Regions from separate parts of the Columba livia genome. Here region 1 is linked to region 2. Evidence: chromatin contacts called from public Hi-C data. All regions are on one chromosome and are shown on one strand. The core of a region is the stretch at or near the end of the contact, and the rest is flanking DNA. Distances in the headings are between cores, read along the strand shown. Region 1 holds the start of LOC102095021 (GTP-binding protein Rhes). Region 2 holds the start of MGAT5B (alpha-1,6-mannosylglycoprotein 6-beta-N-acetylglucosaminyltransferase B).

The links. Hi-C and Micro-C count contacts between places; a contact is called where the count stands out from the background.
Region 1: a contact with region 2 is called in a Hi-C map of liver, with 1.9 times the contacts expected there. The contact joins the promoter of LOC102095021 here to the promoter of MGAT5B in region 2. A contact is called at or near these places in 2 of 2 Hi-C or Micro-C datasets (crop and liver).

Annotation. Positions count from the first base shown.
Region 1 is chr18:6,567,826-6,570,525 of bColLiv1.pat.W.v2, forward strand. It overlaps LOC102095021 (GTP-binding protein Rhes), which reads left to right and starts at 1,275. Exons shown (of 1, transcript XM_005503140.3): 1 at 1,275-2,700. The coding sequence starts at 1,771. The coding sequence ends at 2,397.
Region 2 is chr18:6,392,373-6,395,072 of bColLiv1.pat.W.v2, forward strand. It overlaps MGAT5B (alpha-1,6-mannosylglycoprotein 6-beta-N-acetylglucosaminyltransferase B), which reads left to right and starts at 1,311. Exons shown (of 17, transcript XM_065034679.1): 1 at 1,311-1,525. The coding sequence starts at 1,458.

The DNA of each region.
Region 1 (2,700 bases), core at 25-2,524, 180 kb after region 2:
CATTAAATAATTCCTTTCTAATTAGAAAAAAAGACAAAGCTTTTTGGCTTTCCACATCTTCCGAAGCTGGGCTTAGATTACTTGCCATGCTGTGCTTGCTCACTGTCTTTGGCTCTTTGTTTCCACCGATGTCAATGGCACGCCAAGCACCAAAACATGATCACTGTTTCATTCACATGCCTAAACTCAGCACCCTCTGCTCATCCACCCCTTCTCCTGGTGTTGGCCTGTCAAGGTCCTGTGGCTGTGCCGTCACATCTTCTGCACCCTCAGCTCCTTCTGAGCACCACGGCTCAGTCCTTGGCTCCTTTGGGCTCTTCTCATGGCACAGCAAGAGCTTCACTTGCGCCAGGGAAGGTGCTTCATGGGATGGTGCAAAACTGGTGCACTGGGTAGTTTTGGACACCAGTGCCAGTGCTGTTTGGGACCCAACCTTTTCCTGCTCCCCGGGCAGGCTGAGCCGAGGAGAGGACGCTGCTCATTCCGATACAACCTCTTGGCTCTCCTCATGATAGGATCAGACAGAGAAGGCTCTTAATATGGCTGAACCGTTAACTGGGGAATTACAAGGCAGGAATAATTCTTGTGAAAAGGGCTTTTGAAATCAACAAATCCAGCCAGAACAAAACACAGAAACTACAGAAAGAAAACCAACTGCGTTAAAACTACAAAAACCAGCCCAAAGCTAGAAAAAAAAAATACATAACCAAATTGAGCATAAAGACTTATTTTAACTTTCAAGCAAGTTCCCTTTCTATTTGCATTTCGCATAAATCAGCTTCTGAAACAACTGTAGCATGAAACAGGGAAGGTAACGGCTGAGGACACACACCCAGACGGGGCGACCTGCAGCTCTACCGGCAAACACGCTGCCCGTCCCCACGGAGCTGGGACTGACACGCATCCCGCCTCGCACCCCATAAATCAACCAGCCCATCGGGGCCCCAGTCCCGCTGAACCCGGGTCAGTGCCAGCGGTCCTGCCTGCTTGGCATCCACCCATGGAGATCGCGGTCGCTTTCAGGGAGAGCTTATTTTCCCCTCTGGTTAAATATTCTACAAAATCAAAGAATAACAGACAGCTGAACGTGGAGATTATGACATATGGGTTTCAGAGAGCTCTTATTTTCCCCCTCAGGTCAAATATTTCATAGGTTTACAGAAGAGTTGGGCACATCTGCAGCAACCCCATCTGCAAACAAGTCCCCAGCCCCAGACAAGCGCAAGAAAATGATGTGGGTGACACCAACCCCTTCCATGAGCCACCCAATGGGCGGGGGACCCCCCACCGAGACCACGCCAAGAAACACACATTAATCTCCCGGGGGGGACAAAAGGGCAGGACGGCTGGCGCAGCACAAGGGCTGGGATGCTGCCGGCTCCCCGGCAGCGCTGGGCGATGCGAGCGCGATGTGCGCTGTAGCGCGGTGCTCTCCGTCCGCTTTCCAGCACTGAGCTCCGCGGATTGGCCCGGAGCACCCCGCTCTCCTCCCTCCCTGTCCTCCCTCCTCCAGCACCCTCCAACCCACGGAGATTGGACAGCCTGGTGCCACATGGCAGGGGAACCAGGATAAAAGATGAGCTGGACTTGGGGAATGTAGCGTCCGCGGCAGAACAGCCGGCTGAAGTTCGCAGGGAGGTGGCACCAAACTTCCCCGGCTGCATTGAGCCGGCACAGAGGAGGACAGACACAGACAGACAAACGGACGGACACCAGGGCTGTGGCCACCCAGGGACACTGCGGAGCATCCCGTCCCCTCTGCGCCCAGCCATGTCCTTGGTGGTGAAGGAGAAGAACCATGTGCGGTTGGTCTTCTTAGGTGCTGCCGGCGTGGGCAAGACGTCGCTCATCCGCCGGTTCCTGATGGACACCTTCGAGCCCAAGCACCGGCGCACGGTGGAGGAGCTGCACAGCAAGGAGTACGAGGTGAGCGGGGCCACGGTCAAGGTGGAAATCCTGGACACCAGCGGCAGCTACTCCTTCCCAGCCATGAGGAAGCTCTCGATCCAGAACAGCGATGCTTTTGCCCTGGTCTATGCCGTAGACGATGCCGAGTCCTTCGAGAGCGTCAAGAGCCTGCGGGAGGAGATCCTGGAGGTGAAGGAAGACAAATTCCCTCCCATCGTGGTGGTCGGCAACAAGGCGGAGAGCGGCAGCGAGCGGCAGGTGCCGGCGGAGGACGCCCTGTCGCTGGTGGAGCTGGACTGGAACAGCCGCTTCGTGGAGACGTCGGCCAAGGACAACGAGAACGTCCTGGAGGTCTTCAGGGAGCTGCTGCAGCAAGCCAACCTGCCCAGCCGGCTCAGCCCCGCGCTCTGCAAGAGGAGGGAGACACTGCCCAAGGAGCAGGGGCTGAGGCCGCCCATGAACAAGACCAACAGCTGCTCGGTGTGCTGAGCCGGCCGCCCGGGGCTGGGGGGAAGGCGCCGGCAGCACCGGCACCGGCTGGAAACTCAGGTGGGCTGGGTGGGGAGAGGCGCCGCCTCGGCCAAAACCAACCCTGCTGCCTCCCACCCTTTCCCTCCTCTTCCTCACCCAGCCCGCCGGGATCGGGGAGAGTTGGAGATAGCAAGGAGGAGGGACCTGGAAGGGATGCTGGTCACCAAAAGGGAGCGGGGAGAGGGTGAGATCCCAGAAAGGTGGGAGGTGTGCCAGGGACACCGCCGTCGGTCAGCCAGCACCATGTGTGTGTGCTGTGGC
Region 2 (2,700 bases), core at 61-2,560:
CCCTAATGGGAAAACATCAGGATTCTGCACAAGTGAAGGACCCCAAAACTAGTTTGTAAAAGGGGGTGGTTGGCTGCGTGGTGCTGGGAGGTAGATGCTGGCAGTAGACAGTTGAGCCACATCAGGTTGTTGGGGTTGAAGGGATGTTTGTCACCCAGGGAAGCAAGCAGGTTGGAGAAGGTTTGGGAAGGGCCATGGGAGAAGAGTGTCCCACCATGGGAAAGGCAAAGGGGCAGCTTTCCCTCAATGTCATCTTTTGCTTTATGGGCCCATGGTGGTATGAAGTGCAGAGGGGGACGGCTAGCCATGGGGACAGCATGACATGAGGGGGCCCCATTTGTACCACAATCCCCATGGGCAGCAGCCTGGTCCTGTCCTGGGGCCTGGCCATACGTGCACACCAAGGAAAATGCTCTCCTTCCAGCTCCTGTTGGTTTGGTGCTCACCATGCAGGGTGATGTGTCCCCTCCCTCACAGCTGGTGAGGCAGCTGGGCACCCTGGAGACAGGGGATGGAAATGGGGTGTCCCCAGGCTCTATGCACATCCAGTTCCTTGAAGTCCAAAGCTCCTGGAGGCCTTTTGTGCCTGTCACCTTTCACGTGTGAGCCGGGAACACCTCTGCTGAGCTCAGCAGCTGCTTCTCCTGCCTCGGCTCTCATAGCCACTACTTTGTCTTCCCAAGGACGCCTCCCTGCCCCATCCTGCCCCCCTACCCCCATACCACCCTGGTCCTTTTGGCAACACCGGGCGTGCCTGGGGACACTGGAAGCCACATTGTGGGCTGTGACTGTGATCCCCCAGAAATAAAACTGCGTGATGGGGAAGCAAAGCCTCAGGCTGGTGCTGCCAGAGCTTGACTCCAGACCTCTGCTGTTCCCCAGAAGTGCAGCTCACCTTGCTTCTTGCAGACCCCCAAAGTAAACAGCCCCCAGCGGGGGCTGCACAGTGGTGATCCTGGTTTAACCTCCCCAATTTTCACAAGGGCCACCCCCGGCTCCCAAAGTCACCACGCTGGATGGATGCGGCCTCGAAACGGCCATTCTCCCCCCAATAATATCTCTTCCCCATCATCCCGAGGGAAGCACAGCACCCCCAGCTCCGGGGAATAACCCCCGGGCGCCCCCCAATGCCGCTAGATGGCGCGCAGTGCCCGGCGCAGCCTGCGCGGGGCGGAGTTTCCTGCGCGGGGCTGCGCGGAGCAGCGCGGAGCGGGGCAGGGAGGGGAGGGCGCTGCGCCCGCACGGGCTGCGCGGAGCGGAGCGGCCCCGGCGATGGGCTCGGCCGGCAGCGGGTAGGGCTGAGGGCGGGCGGGGAGGAGGCTGCTCCGCGCCCGCTCCGCGCCCCGCCATGCGCCTCCGCGGAGCCCCGCGCTCCGCCCGCTGAGCCCCGCTCGCTGCCTCGGTGGGTGGGTGGGGGGTGCGGGGGACGCCTCCTCCCCCCCGCTCAACTTTGAACGATGATCACAGTCAACGCGGATGGGAAGATAATGGTCAGAAGATGCCTCGTCACCTTGAGACCCTTTAGGTAAAGTTGTTTTCCTTGTCCGGGCTCCCCCCGCCTTGCTCGGCCCCCGCGGTTCTCGGAGCACGTTTTGCGGGGTGGGGTGGGCTGTGGATCGCTGTGCGGGGGCGGATTGAGCCCATTTTAGGATGTCAGGGATCCAGGTGAGTTTGCCCGCAGGTTTTGCACGCTGGTCCTGCAGCACTCGCTGGCTGGTGGCTCCCAATTCACTCGTCATGCCGGTATCTTTTGGGGCTTAATTATAGGGCTGTTTGTCTTTTTTAATACGTTTCTCAGAAAAGTGGGTATTGGTTCCTCTGGTTTAAATCTGCTCATACTGATGGGGATTTTGAAACCCGCCCTGAACCGGCAGCAGGGCTGGGGTTGATATCCAAGCCTGAAATTCTCCGGCTCCTGCATGCCTGTGCCCACCTCTGGCTTTCTTCCCCTTGGTGTAACTCCCCATTTTTGCCTCCATGCGTTTGCTTTTCCCCTCCAGTCCTTGCTCTTCAGTTTCCTTATTTCAACAGATATGTGCTTTGGTTGCTCCCAGGCTTCAGACGTATGGGAGATACCAGTAATTCCTTGGTTTTAATATGGGAAAAGGGACCAGAAACATTCAGAAAGGGAAAAGGCAGGTGGATGAAGCACAGGGTGGGGTGAGCCAAACCCAGTGGTTCCCAGTGCTCTCTGCTGTATTTGGGGGCTGGGGATCACTTGGGATCACTGAAGGGATCTACTTGCTGCCTTTTGGCTTAGCCCTGGAGGAGGGGGCTGTGCCTGCACTGCTTGCTCATGCTCAGGTTTGGGGATGTTGTCTGGCTCTCCCCTGGAGTTGCCTGTTTCTGCGATTCCTGCTGCTGGATCCCGCGGCAGTCCCCAGGGTCTGGGGGACAGGACCAGGGTGATGTCGGGAAGCAGTGGCGGAGCAGGGACATGAAAGGTCCCCATGGTTCAGGCTTGTGCCTTGTGTGGGGCGGGGAATGACTGTGAGAGAGGTGGGAAGGAGCTACACACCTCAGGGGTATGCTCTTTGCCTGGCTGTTTGCTTTCTTAAGTAGGTTTGAAGTCCATAGCGAGGAATTGACTGTCTTGAGCATGGCTGTCCCTGGGCATCACTCCTGGGGTGTGGGGAGCCCATCTTCAGTGGTGACCTGGGGTCAGGCTGGGAGAGCACAGGCAATGAGCTGCAGGGTGGT